5 separate regions of the Mus musculus genome follow, and regions 2, 3, 4 and 5 are each linked to region 1. A link is a contact called in public Hi-C and HiChIP or PLAC-seq data. All regions are on one chromosome and are shown on one strand. Each heading gives the region's core, a stretch centred on a gene start, on an enhancer-like site or on the middle of the called end of the contact. The rest is flanking DNA. Distances are from core to core; before and after follow the strand shown.

The links. Hi-C and Micro-C count contacts between places; a contact is called where the count stands out from the background. HiChIP or PLAC-seq counts read pairs in DNA pulled down with a chosen protein or histone mark.
Region 2: an H3K4me3 HiChIP or PLAC-seq map of embryonic stem cells shows a contact between it and region 1, with 14 read pairs. The contact joins the promoter of Far1 here to the promoter of Spon1 in region 1. A contact is called at or near these places in 1 of 39 promoter capture datasets (neural stem cells), 1 of 484 Hi-C or Micro-C datasets (embryonic stem cells) and 2 of 115 datasets of contacts at active chromatin or transcription factors (astrocytes and embryonic stem cells).
Region 3: an H3K4me3 HiChIP or PLAC-seq map of forebrain shows a contact between it and region 1, with 4 times the contacts expected there. The contact joins the enhancer-like site here to the promoter of Spon1 in region 1. A contact is called at or near these places in 5 of 39 promoter capture datasets (Sertoli cells, embryonic stem cells, neural stem cells and 2 more), 2 of 484 Hi-C or Micro-C datasets (embryonic fibroblasts and primitive type A spermatogonia), 16 of 115 datasets of contacts at active chromatin or transcription factors (SST interneurons, a beta-TC-6 cell line, craniofacial prominence and 10 more) and 1 of 9 other capture datasets (adipose tissue).
Region 4: a contact with region 1 is called in a Hi-C map of uterus, with 4 times the contacts expected there. The contact joins the enhancer-like site here to the promoter of Spon1 in region 1. A contact is called at or near these places in 8 of 39 promoter capture datasets (the HPC-7 cell line, embryonic stem cells, hippocampal neurons and 4 more), 4 of 484 Hi-C or Micro-C datasets (macrophages and uterus), 11 of 115 datasets of contacts at active chromatin or transcription factors (SST interneurons, astrocytes, craniofacial prominence and 7 more) and 4 of 9 other capture datasets (adipose tissue, embryonic stem cells, liver and 1 more).
Region 5: a contact with region 1 is called in an H3K4me3 HiChIP or PLAC-seq map of neural progenitor cells, with 36 read pairs. The contact joins the enhancer-like site here to the promoter of Spon1 in region 1. A contact is called at or near these places in 9 of 39 promoter capture datasets (cranial neural crest, embryonic stem cells, hippocampal neurons and 4 more), 60 of 484 Hi-C or Micro-C datasets (the AML12 cell line, the AtT-20 cell line, B cells and 41 more), 14 of 115 datasets of contacts at active chromatin or transcription factors (SST interneurons, astrocytes, bone marrow-derived dendritic cells and 8 more) and 2 of 9 other capture datasets (embryonic stem cells and pancreatic islet).

Annotation. Positions count from the first base shown.
Region 1 is chr7:113,764,717-113,767,294 of GRCm38.p6, forward strand. Spon1 (spondin 1, (f-spondin) extracellular matrix protein) reads left to right here and starts at 1,282. Exons shown (of 16, transcript NM_145584.2): 1 at 1,282-1,850. The coding sequence starts at 1,613.
Region 2 is chr7:113,512,547-113,515,124 of GRCm38.p6, forward strand. Far1 (fatty acyl CoA reductase 1) reads left to right here and starts at 1,288. Exons shown (of 13, transcript NM_027379.4): 1 at 1,288-1,391.
Region 3 is chr7:113,985,485-113,988,062 of GRCm38.p6, forward strand. The region is part of intron 6 of Spon1 (spondin 1, (f-spondin) extracellular matrix protein); the gene reads left to right. Among named protein-coding and RNA genes, the nearest start is that of Gm51454, 50 kb to the right of the region's middle. Within about 2 kb of position 1,282, at least 11 of the 459 cell types and tissues checked have an H3K27ac peak or open chromatin away from gene starts, as enhancers often do. A contact at or near this core is called in adipose tissue and forebrain, where this site is marked.
Region 4 is chr7:113,961,041-113,963,618 of GRCm38.p6, forward strand. All of the region lies in intron 6 of Spon1 (spondin 1, (f-spondin) extracellular matrix protein), which reads left to right. Among named protein-coding and RNA genes, the nearest start is that of Gm51454, 74 kb to the right of the region's middle. Within about 2 kb of position 1,286, at least 55 of the 459 cell types and tissues checked have an H3K27ac peak or open chromatin away from gene starts, as enhancers often do. A contact at or near this core is called in SST interneurons, adipose tissue, forebrain and 2 more, where this site is marked.
Region 5 is chr7:113,606,744-113,609,321 of GRCm38.p6, forward strand. No RefSeq gene overlaps it. Among named protein-coding and RNA genes, the nearest start is that of Far1os, 43 kb to the left of the region's middle. Within about 2 kb of position 1,273, at least 29 of the 459 cell types and tissues checked have an H3K27ac peak or open chromatin away from gene starts, as enhancers often do. A contact at or near this core is called in the AML12 cell line, the N1E-115 cell line, SST interneurons and 7 more, where this site is marked.

The sequences.
Region 1 (2,578 bases), core at 32-2,531:
TGCACATAGGAGAGAGCTGGTCTGTTGGATCAGAGGCTGAGGTCCAGTTCTCATGCTTTCTCCTAAGGCTGAGAAGTACACAAGGCCTTCCACAAGGCTTATTCCTCAGTGACTTCTGAAAGATAGCATCCAGTTGACGGTGGTAGTACAAGTCACACCATAGGACTGAGGGATCAGTGGTTAGTGGATGGGGTGAGGAATGGAATTTCCAGTATTGATGGCTCTATTGGGCTGTTTGTAATCTAAGAGGAAGAGGAAAGGCGAGTCTGGAAAGTGGACGAAACTGCTTGTTAGATGCAGGCACTTGAGAAGTATTCAAGGCCCTGGGAAGAATAAAGGAGAATAATGCAGCCTTTCAGGGCATTGGGGGCAGGGGAGGCTTGTGTGCAGCAATGGCATTCAGGTATCTTCAAGTAGGGTGTCTCCTGAGGCAAAGTATTCCACATGAGAGATTTTGCCAAATTTCGGCATACACAGCTCTGGTTCAATAGCTGCCGCCCGCTCCTGCCCCATGCTTCCTGGGCAGGGAACACGCTTGGAAAGGATGTCTGACCTAACCTCACAATGGATAAATGACAAGGCTGAGGCAGAGAGACATTGAGAGAGATTCCGGCTTATGGCCTCTCCCAAAAACCTGTCCCTGGAGGCTAAGAGCCTGAACTAAATATCTAAGCCAAGAAAACACAGGCCCTTCTTTGAACATTTCAAAATGGCCAGGCTCCTAAGCAATAGACACTTATTTTTGTAAGCCCCCTCCTTCTTAAAACCTCACAGTTTATGATTGCTTAGATACACTGCTGAATAAACTAATATGTAGCAAAAAATATTTTCTTCAATAGTAACTTTTCCTCTTGTTTTAAAAGAAAAACATTTTAAAAAATCTTCAAAATTATGGCCAAGGCATTGTGCCAGCTGCTCTCAGGGCCTAAGTCTCGGGCTCCTTGCTGGTCCTCTAGCGTGATATGTTATATGGTGGCCTGGTAAGAGGCAGCGGGCCAGCACAGCAAAGGTGGCCTGCGGGGATCTGCTTGTCTATAAATAAATGATTACGGTGTGTGGCGCTAGTGCACGTGGTAGACTGATGCCGCCGCGGGGAAACCTTGCAGCAGCGCAGCCTGGCACTGAGTAGGTTTGCAACAAAAGTTAAGTTGGCAGGCTTTCCCTCCTCAGAGCACTGTGGTCCACAGGACCCAAGCTGGAACTGGATACCGAGGAAGCAGCCTCGTTGGTGGCAGGGTAGATTGAGCCAGCACGTGTCTGCGTATCCCGGCTCTCTCCCACCAGACCCTGGGAATCCAGCTTCACAAAACAAACACCAGAGCGCCCGCTAATCGCCAGCTCAGAAACAAAACAGCACTGCGCTGGGGGATCCGGGCGCAAATCAGCCCTCCCTCTTCGCGCTCCTTCGCCACCGCCCGCCCCTCAGCTCCGCTGCTCGGCTCCGCTCAGAGCAGCGCAGCTCCGCAGCCGCCAAAGCGAGGCGGGCACGGTCTCCCCACCGCCAGCGCCACCCGGGCTCCTCCAGGTTTCGCCTCTGCAGCTCCCGTCACTTGGAGCAGGAGTGTCCTGACAGGGTCTGCAACATCCGCATAAAGTTGGGGGGCCCTCGAGGATGAGGCTGTCTCCCGTGTCCCTGAGGCTTAGCCGGGGTCCGGCGCTGCTGGCCCTCGCGCTGCCCCTGGCCGCAGCGCTAGCTTTCTCAGATGAGACCCTGGACAAAGTGACCAAGTCGGAGGGCTACTGCAGCCGCATCTTGCGCGCCCAGGGCACACGGCGTGAGGGATACACGGAGTTCAGCCTCCGCGTGGAAGGCGACCCTGACTTCTATAAGCCAGGAAGCAGCTACCGAGGTGAGTGGAATGGCGTTGGGGACCGGAGATCTAGGAACCCCTAGGGCACTGACCCGAGCAAGGCTGGAGCCGGGAGCGCAGTCCCCGAGTGTACCACGTCTGCGCATCCCAGCCCGGGGCCGTGACCTGGCTGCCCTGAGCCCCTTAGCTGCCAGCTCTATACTATACCCAACAAGACAGTGTCGGGGGAGGAGGGGGCCGTCGGGGAGGCTACAGGCAGGAGAGACAGCCCCGGTCTCCAACGCAGGGTTCCCGAGCCGGGGAATACAGCCGAGCCACACATCACACCAGCCTGGCTGGGAGGGAGCCCGACTTCGCTCCAGCTGTTGGCGAGAGTGAAGTACACACACACATTTCTCCTTATCGCTCTCTGGGGAAGAGGGTACTCTCAGGTGGGTCCCAGGTAGGGCATCTCTTCCCATGGTTTTCATCCTCGAAGGAGAGATACCAGCTTCTAGATCAAGCAGGACTCTCACTTCCTGGATGGGTCCCTAACCAGTCTCAGGTTAGGGGAAGGAGGAACCTGAAGGGTCCACAGAAAGATCCCCGAATTACTCTCTTATGTCCCAGGAGAAGACAGAGACCCTTGGATTTCCAGGACAGGTTTCAATGGCAATAGGGTCCTCAAAAACAAACAAACAAACAAACAAACAAACAACCCAACACGGGTAGTCTCTCAATGGAAGGTGGAATGTGACGATAGAAAACAGACCCAGGATTCCCAGAAC
Region 2 (2,578 bases), core at 38-2,537, 250 kb before region 1:
CCCACGAATCTTCTTCATACACCCGGGTAATCACCACCACATCAAGAAAAAACAGGTTCCCAGCTCATACATTGTAATGAGCATAGTTTTTTAGAAAAATGTTTTTTAGGCATGTAAAAATAGTGTAGTCAGGATCCCCACTACACTCAAGGCTGCACCTGATAACCATAACTCCGTACACCACTCACTCAAAGATAACAAGAGATAGTCCTAGAACTAACTCCACGATGCCCAGTGAACAGTATATAAGCAGAGACTAAGAGCAATGCTCTGCTCTGCACATCTGGAGAGATGCCACTTTGATCTGCCCTGTGGCTGGAGAATCTTTTCTAGGATCCTGCCCCTGGAATCAGAAATTTCTGTTTGAGACTGGACCTGACCTTCAGCCAAGATACATCGCATAGGTAAGCAGCCTCGGGAGATAGGCTTAGGACCGTAGTTAGGAATTCAGAGTGTTTATATTGTGTGAAGACCCAAAGCATAACTAAATAAAACTTGTTATACTAACTACGCGTATCTACCTTCTAGCTCGCGACACTCAGCAAGTTCCCGTGCACCCTAGCTCTCAGCACACGCCCCACCTTCCAACGCTGAAACTTCTCTCACTGTCCCTACATCTTGCACGGGATTGTCTTGAAGGAGGAAGGACTAGGTGGACAGTCTCTCGGGGAGGATGGACGCGGGCTCCAGTCCTCCCGATGGGCCCTTCAGAAGGTCCATACAGTGCTGGCTCCACATTCCGAAGGAACCAAGCTGGCAGTTATCAGGGAGGATCCTCACACTCAGTTAAGACCGAGGGTAGCCGGCCCCATCTGGGGAGCGCCAGGGTGCACGTTGGCAGTACTCAAGCACGCCGCGATGGCTGCGGGGCGGGCTCTCACGTCTGCCACTTGTCCCGCACCTTTTGCGTGGGCTGGGCTCCCGCGCCAGGGTAGTCGGGCGTGGCCCAGGGCGCGACCCTCCGGGAAGCGGGCGGCCGGGGGCGGCGCTGCTGAGCGGGGATGTGCGGCGCGCGCCCATTGGCTGCGCTTTCCCCGACCACACCGCCCAGCCGCCCACTTCCCGGCCTCTCTCCGCTCCCCCATTGGCCGTCCTGCCTGGGGGGTTTGGGGTGGGCGGCTGAAGAAGAGTGGAGGGTGAGCGGTTCTCCCGGGAAGAGTGTGAGCAAGAGCCAATCAGGAGCAGACGTGGAAAAGAGGCGCCACGCCAACCAGTCAGACCCCGAGGCGCGGTCGGGACCCGTGACGCCATAGCGCTCTCAGCCAATGGGCGCACCGCTGTCGGTCCGCTCTTCAGCAGCCGGTCGGGGGCGGTGAAAAGCGAGTGAGGAGAGCGCGACCACGGCGTAGCCATCGCTGAAGGGAGAGCGAGGCCCGAGCTTCCGCGTCGAGGTGAGCGGCACGGGCTCTGTCGCAGGCTCGGCCGCGGCCCCTCCGCACTTGGCCGCCGTTTTGCGGGAGTCCTAGGCCGGGCTGCGTTGAGGTGGGGCCTGCGAACCGCCCCGCCCCCGCCCCGCCACGGCCGCCTGGAGGCGGGGGCGCCTCCTCTGCTGGGACTGTCCCTGCGCGGCGTGGCCGGGCCGCCGCCCTCCCGACTGCCAGGGCCGCGGCGAGGGAGCTTAGAGGCCCCTGGCCTGCAACCCGGGGAGGCAGGGGTTCCGTCTGCGGGGGGAGGCCGCGCAGAGGCGGCCACGGTGGGGGCCCGAGTTAACGGAGGAGGGTGGCGGCCTGGGATTGAGAGGAAGAAAGTGATGGGAAAGGGGTGATGCTCTGGAGAGGGCGTCCAGTGAGGAGGCCCCTGCTCCAGAGTGGGATCGGCCTCTGGGAAGTAGGTATCAATGGCGTTGCGGAGAAATCAGCTGAGAGATGGAGAACTGGTTTGGGGTTTGAAGGTTAAGGTCTCTGGACCAATGGGGACAGGGCATGTGGAGTGTGAGAAGGTACACACAGAAACCGGAAGGTGTCCGAGGAGTGGATTTTAGATGAGGGGTGGATGGAGGCTGTCTGACTAGAAGGCGTTATTTGGTTTCTTGGAAAGTACACAAGGAACAGTCAAGGTGGATTTCTGTGTGCTTGCTCAAGGGTGGGGATCTTTTGTGAACAGTGGAGTGAGTTGGGAGTACAGAGTTGAGAGAGAGTATCTCAGGATGACAGCTCGGAACACTCAACGTAGCTACCTACTGAGGCTGATCATTAGCTCACCTTTATGCTGTCCCCTGGATGATCCATCTGATTGTTTAGCCACAGCTCACACAAACTTAGCTCTTAGAAGTAATGGGTATTAAGTATTCTTTGATTTTTTTTTTTTTTTTTTTTGGACTGGGAAATTGCTTAATTCTTAAAGAAAAGTGCTAAGGGCAACATTTAAAGAGTCTGGTTGGGGATGGATAATGGATGGGTAATATGACATGAGGATGGTGCAAGGTGTCTTACAAAAACAGAAGTGATACTGTGTGAATGTAGTTGTGCAGTTCTGAATGAGCAATCTTTTTAATGTAGTGGAATTTGTTTTATGCTTGTTGGGCAGTTGCTTTCACTTTTGAGACTAGTTTTGTAGTTAAATAAACAAAAAATATTTT
Region 3 (2,578 bases), core at 32-2,531, 220 kb after region 1:
GCTGATTTTTAAATCTTCTTTTCTGGAAGTTATTCTTTACAGTTTCGTAATACAAAGTTGTGATGATATTTATATTTGTTTTGCCCACATTTTGGAAGTGAAAATTTTAATTCCATTGTTAGTAAATTATTTAAAATAGGTCTCTCTAAGCTAAGCCAGTAAATTATTTTACTTGAAGGATTTCTCTTCGCGATGTTTGCTATGCTATTAATGGATTACTTAACCTGATGTTAGTGTTAGAATGTTAATCTTTTTTAGCTATTTTTGCATTCTTGAAATAACCTCCATTAAGGTCAAGTTTGTCACAGAGAATAAATCAAATTGGCTTGACAGTTCTGTTTCATAGGAGTTAAAAGGACTTCATTACTACTCTGAGCCTTCTGTTCATATATGTGTGTGTGTGTGTGTGTGTGTGTGTGTGTGTGTGTGTGTGTGTGTATACACATACATACATATATGTGATTTTTTTATAAGTTACTGGCTAAATAGAATGCATTAATTCCATGATCTCGGTCAGCATATTTAACATCTCGCTGTGGAGTAGCAGCCATGTTACTGAGCATTGTCGTCAACTAGCATGTAAGAAGGTATGGTATTCCATGAAGGTAACTTAATACCTTTGCATATTTCATACATAGAATCAGACATAAATTTTCATACAGGATCCATCACTAATTTATCTATATGACTTTGACCATGTGACTTGACACCTGACACCACCTGACACATACAGCTTTCAGATTATTTAACAGGGCTCTTACAAGAACTGTAATAGTGAATATGGAGTTTGCCGACCTTCAATAAACAGAAGGCAGTGCCGTGTTTCCCAGTGTTGTTCATTTGTCTTTCTCTATTATCCTCTAATTATATTTGCGTGAGAGGTCCATATCTCCATAGTCTTTTGAATGTTTTCAGAAGCAACAGCTAATCAGTGAGGATACGGTAATCGCTTTGGTAGAAAGCTCCCGTTCCGGAAGGCCAGCATGTGAGCTTGATTGGTGAGCCATCACAAGATAGCTCTGGGCCCTGAGAAATGACAGAATTGGCAGTGAACCTACCACACTCTCCTTGCCAAGTGGGACGTGAAGCCATAGACCCGTATTTATGATCAGTGAACACAGACTCCAGAGCTTGGGAGGACTGCTTTCAGGGGCTCCAGGGAATGGGAAGTTGACCAACTGGCCCCCCAGTTGTCTTGCTGAAGCATCCAAGTCTATGTAGCCTGAAAACAGAGATGCTGACAATCACTGTGACCCCGGCTGAACCAAGCTTCAGAGCAGGACAAAATGGCCTTTGTTCCTCCTTTTGAAACGGGGCCTAATTATGTTTCATTAATAAATGAAACTCTGTGGCCAAGTAGGGAAAACACTGTAGAAAAAATATACAGCGTTAAAATGCCATGTGTGGAAAAGGCTTGGGAGGTTTTTAGAAGAAAATCTGAATGCTGAGCTGAGTCAGCGTTTCTCACCTCTTGTCTCTCTCCCCATGTCTCCTTAAATATGTTAAACTCTTCTACCTAAGGTTTAATTTTTGCTCCTTTGTGATATATTTCTGTTTAGATTATATCATTTAGAGGAAAAAATGCCCCATCAAAACCATTATTAATCCATTTACTAATGTTAACAGAAAAAAAAAAAAAAAAACACCAACCCAAAAGATTGGCAGTGGCTATTAATCAAAATGTTTTTTGAGTGCTTTATATGTACAAAGCATTCCAGTATATGCTATGAAAGAATAAGAAACAGTCTATCCTCAAAGGTCTTTTGATCCAGATGGGGAAATAGCCAAGCAATTGACTAGCTGTCATACAAGAAATATTGAAATGAATACTATAATTAGTTAACAAGTCACACCCTGGATCCATTGGGTGGACACTGTTTTCCTAAGCAAGATGCATTAGGCTGCATCTTGGATATAACTAAACATGTCTTCCCTCAGAAATGTTCTAAGTGAACCGGCTAAACCAGTGTTCTGTGCCATCAGATGCCAGCTGCTATAGGTTATCCATCAGACCCATGTGTGCACACAAGCATGCAGCACACAGCACACTATTGCCAATACATATGTGATTTCTTTCCTATCCTTCACTGGGTCTGCCCCCACATTTCTCTTTAAGAAGTTTCTCTGACTCTGGTTTGATGTGTGGCTTCACACTATTGTTGATCTTGTGTTCTTGTTGTTGCTGCTGCTGCTGCTGCTGCTGCTGCTGCTGCTGCTGCTGCTGCTGCTGGTGGTGGTGGTGGTGGTGATGATGATGATTTAATCCTGACCTTGATTTTTGTGGTTGGTTGGTTGGTTGGTTGGTTGGTTGGTTGGTTGGTTGGTTGGTTGGTTTTAGTCCTTTCTTCCATCTTGTCTTGGTAGAAAACGCCCAGATTCAGTTCTCCACTGATTGGGCCCCATCCCTAGGCAGACCAGACCTTGCAATGAGAAAACTGTTGGAAGAATCCCACTTGTTACTCATGTAGGAGTCATGGAGGTAATGCAGAGTCTCCCTGCTTGTTGACCCTAAAAGAAGAAACCCTTCAGAACAGAAACGTGGCCTGCTTGGACAGGTGGCTCACTTCATTCCCAGCTC
Region 4 (2,578 bases), core at 36-2,535, 200 kb after region 1:
CTGTGAAACCAGCAGAACAATGTCTGTCACACTGCCTTGTTGTGAGGATTAAATAAGAGCACGGGTAGAAAAGCTATGATTAGCACAGAATAAATGTCAGATTTTGTACTATCATTTCTGAGCCAAACATCTCATTAAAGGCCTGCATAATCACCCATAAAATCTTGTTTGAAATGAAAGCGATTGGGTTCAACCAACCTTTTGGAAAGCAATTTGGCTCTCCAAATGCTCTCCACTGTATATTAAGACACATAAAATATGTTCCTTTCCTTTGACCCAGTTGTTCCACTTCTCAGAATCTATTCTTAGGAAATCGTCCTCAATACAGGAAGAGTCCAATGCACAGGAAGGTTTGCTGTGTGGATGGTCCTAATAGAAATTAGAGGCAGCCTGCACGTCCATGAGATGACTATAGAGTCCCTCTGCAATCTTGTTAAGGATCTAAAAAATGCTTTAGCCCCTACGTCAAACAGAGCTGACATGGAAGGTGAATCAAGGAGCAAACATTGTCTTCTCTGTCAAGTCTCCAGCCCCTTTCTTCTGCATGGTTTCCCACGTGCTCTCTCCTGCTAGAGATCATATCCACTCAGAGTCCTGCCATCTGGGCAATTCCCGTTGGCCTTGTGCCTAAGCCCACTGCCACAGACCTAGCTTTCTACCCTGCTGCCTAAGCCCTCTGCAGAGGCTGAGTATCTCTCCAAGCCTGGGTGTCCTTGGCTCAGCTCTCTGCCTCCAGAGGCTTCCTGGCATCTTCTCAGCTCTGGCCCCACCTCCCATCCCTGCTGCCATCCTACTTCCAGCCCCTTCCTTGCTATTGCCACCTCAATCCATTAAATCCTTCTAAGTCAGAGAGCACATCTTCTCAGATGTCTAGAATTTGTCTGATCAAGTGAACATAATGGGAAGGAACAGTTTGATGTTTAAGCTGATTTTTGAAGCCCACTTAGACACCGAGTCTTGAGGCCTTAAATGCTTTGTGAACTTCCACAAGAGAGGACTGAAATTTATGAAATGACATCCTTTCAAAAACCAGCAGCTGTCTCTCTGGAAACATGGGCAGTTAGACAGGGGAAAGCATCCAGGAATGTCACTTGATGCTATCTTAATCCATGAGCTGGAATTCTTCTGATAACACTGGGAGGAAGAACATTTGGTTTTCTTGAGTTTGTATAACTACGTGCATTTTGCAATGCCGGGGCCTTGGCACGCACAGGGTAGCATTTGGGCTCAGCACTTTGAACTCTGAGGACAGTTTCACAATTGGGTTTTTCCTGTCCTAGCCAACATCTGGATCACAGTGGCCCAGGTCAGCGTGTGCTTGAAACCCTGTGTGAACCTCCCTAAAAGAGCATAGAACAAGCTGTCCAGAGACCAGGGAGGGGCCTATGCCTAGGCCTCCTTCAGCAGCTGTGCAAGCTAGGGCCATTTCAGAAGCAGATAAGAAAGTCATGGTTTGGTGCTCCATCACTGATTGAACAATTATCAATCATTATATCATTATTTTGACTTGTTCTCACTGTGTGCTGGGATACATGGGAGACTCCTGTTGCTACAAATAACGTATATATTATTTTTTAAAGAGTATTAGCCAGTTCTCATATTACCTTCTAACCCTGAATAGTGGTCCCCTTCTCAGCTAGGTATGTGTCATCTCTAACCCTTTATCACATTTACACAGATGTTGGTATCTATCTATGTATAGGACATTTTTACAATGATAGAGCAGCGCTATACTTGCTGGGCAGCATACTACTTTATTTTACTTTATGTACTCTTATGGATAGCTTTCCAAACACCGCTCTGTCTCATTCTTATACTCCACTGCAGGGAACCCTGTGCTATGTTCTACTTTCTCTGACTGATAGACATTTAGGTCGTCTTCAATTTTGTGCCACTGCTGCTATAAACAGTTATGCGGTAAACATTCATAATATCTACTTATGTGTGTTTACCTGTTTTTTTACTTATTCATAATGAGTTTCCAGAAGTCGAATAGTTGAGTTCATGAGTATTTGTCCTTTTCAGCTATCATAGATATTACCAAATAGTTCCCAAACAGGCCATTCTCATACAATGGCATGTCCAAGTGTCCGTCCCCTGCCCCTACCAGTTCTGGAAATCCCCTCTTTTATTTTTTCTAATCTTATAGGCAAAGCAACTATTGTCCTGGTTCATATGCCCCCAATTTGTGATATTGTAAAATATCTCTCACATCTGTCCATTAGCACTAATTTTTTAAAAATCCTGTCTCCATGGAGTCCATGATCACTGTCACGACTTACTGATGCTTTGATCTCCTGCTAGGCATTCAGTACCATGTTAGGATCCTTCCCTTTAACCCTGCATAAAGCAGACATGTTACCACTGCCATTTGACGCATGAGGGTAACTCCTGAGCACAGAGCACACACAGCAGCAGCTTTCTTGTCCAAACCAGAGAGCAAGAGGGACACTGGGCCGTGTCCCTGCCTGCTGGCTCCAGGGCTTGGTTCCTTCCCACCAGTTCAACCGTCTCCCCCATATCTCATCTCCTGTCCCTCTTTCAAGCATCTGGGTCTTCACTTTCTTCTCCAGATGAT
Region 5 (2,578 bases), core at 23-2,522, 160 kb before region 1:
TTCGACTGTATGTTCTATCATTTATAATAGGAGAAACTCCAAAAGAATGTTCATCCTGCCCATCCCGGGGGAGTTACACAAAGGAAGCCCACGAATTCAGTGACTCCTGATTCACATCTCAAAGAGTGTGACTTCTAGAGTCAGATGTGTTCCCTCTGGGTCATGAGGTCCCTGAGATTCTCTTCTGGACCAGGAGTTTTCTCTTAAAGGCAACTTTTGCAATGGTTTCTACTTTGGTTCAATCAAATCTGGAGGTTCAATGTGACTACCTTTAGAACAAAAGCATGATATTTCTCCCATAAGGCAAAGGCCATTTAGCTCTCTGGGACACAAGTGTTTGGCTGTCCTTGAGCAAGAAGAGAGAGAGATTTTGAAGTTTACAATTGCCTACCATTTGGGAAGATATAAGTGAAGTCAGCCAAGTCTGTAATTGTCTATCTTTCTTGCCAGCATAGCACATCTGCTTATAAGCTAATAAGTAGTGAATTGAGGCCATGTTTGGACTGTCTTTTCCTTTTCTTTTAAGTCCAAGGTAAACTGTCTCTTGCAGGGGTCATGTTCATGAGAAACACTCTTGGATGGGTGTCTGATTCAGAGCACCCTGGAGGATGGGTATCTCTTTCTGCTTTGCTTTGAAGAGAGATACCTCCTTGTCTTTGAACACATGGCTTGGGTGGGACCAAGGGCCAGCTCACTCTGGCTTGTCCAGAGACTTCATCCTTGGATCACTTTAGAATTCAAAGTCACCGAGCATGCCTATAAGCATCTAAACGAGAGAATCATGATTTTGCTTTTATTATTTTTTTTAGCTAAAATCATTAGGAAAGAGAAGGTCATTCCCTTTCAGGATTGCTGCCTGTGAGGGTTTTGGAACTGGAGGGTCTAGGCACCATCAGTGGGAAATGATGATGGGGGGGTGGGGTGGGGAAGGAGCCACCAAGAGAAGCAAAGAACTGGGGAGAATGGAGGTAGTTGAGAAACACACATACCGAGGGACCAAATCTGTGTCCCCAACTTGAAGCTTGAAGCCCCATTTACATCTGGGCACTTTAATTAGCAAAAGTGTTGTCGTTTCTAGACAGATTTTCTCAAGGGTAGCTGAAATAACCTTGTGAATACATAAATGCCTCAATTGCTTACCATAGTACTGCACTTTAGACATGAAGAAGGCTCAAAGCCAAGGAGCCAGGATAGGGTTCCCAAGGCCCTGCTGGGAGATACGGACATCTGTGACTCTCATGATAAAGCAGGGCTGACTGGACCTGATCCTGCCAGCAGGGGGAATGGTGGTGGTAATGTCGATGTGTACTGGGGAAGCAGCCCACGCTCAGTCTGTTTTGCTGTCACACTTGCGTGTTTGTGTGTGATTTTAACATAAATTAGCTCAAATGTGCTTGATAAATGGAACAACGCCAGTGAAATGCGGTTCATCTGCGAGGCTCCCGGCCTGCCAACATTTTGCACTGGCAGGCCTTGGAAGATGCAGGCAAAGTGCAGGAACCCAGCTGGATACAGCACGGAGGGAGAGAGACAGCATTTCCTGCAGCTCCCAGCAACTCCAGGCCTTTTGCCTCAGGGAAGTCTCCAGTCCATGTTAGGAGTACTTGTCAGTCAGGTCTCACTGATCCTGTGCCCGGGGTGGGGGGGTGGTGGGGGTGGTGGGGGTGGGGTGGGGGTGGTGGGGGTGGTGGGGGTGGTGTAGGGTAGGGGGTGCGTGTTTCCTTCTCCAGGTAACTCAGAAGGTCGTAGTTTCTCTTACATTGACATCCATCAAGCTGTCCTTTCTTCCTGTCTTAAAGGCAGAGTCCTCTATTTTCTCCAGGCTGTGTTGTGTATTAGGAACTGGACATTCTTCTTAAACCACTGGCATCTTTCACGGAGGTTATCTATTTGGGGTTGTCTGCCGCCGTCCTATTTTTCCCATAAGTCTTAATTATTTTTAGTTTGCGATTTTGCAGAGAGTGTGTTTCTTTCCCTCCCCTTAGGAACACATACAACTCATTGCTGCAAGAGCACCTGGTTTTGTTTTTTTGTTTTTTGTTTTTCCTTCTTTTTTTTTTTTTTTAAAAGAAGGGGGAAAAATGAGAAAATATCTGAATAATAGCTAGCTACGGATGTGCTGACCACATCTGTTTGGCTACAGGTCATGTAGGTTTTTCTTGCTATTTCAAAGTATCTCCAGAACTCAGCCTACTTTCTTACCCTATTCTTGACTAGTTGGAAATATAAAGAACTTGTAACCGACTTACAGATCCTATTGGGTCAAGACTGGATGCCTGCTTGGGTTTCTGAATACAATTTTCAACCCTAGAGACCCAGCACGTGCTCTGTCCCCTAGTCTCCAGAAGGAGCCTTCAGGCAAAGCCATATCCATGAACAATGCTGCATAAGCAGATGCTAACACCGTAAAGCATGCAGGATGCAGGCAGCTGGAAAATTGTGCTACAAAAATAAACACCCTGTTTCTGCAAATTGGGCAACTCTCATTAGCCCCAGGAAGCTCGTTTTCATGGTTAAGTAGTTAAGCGGCTGATTAAAGGCACAAGACCATTTAGGCACCTGCTTATTTGTGCATTTT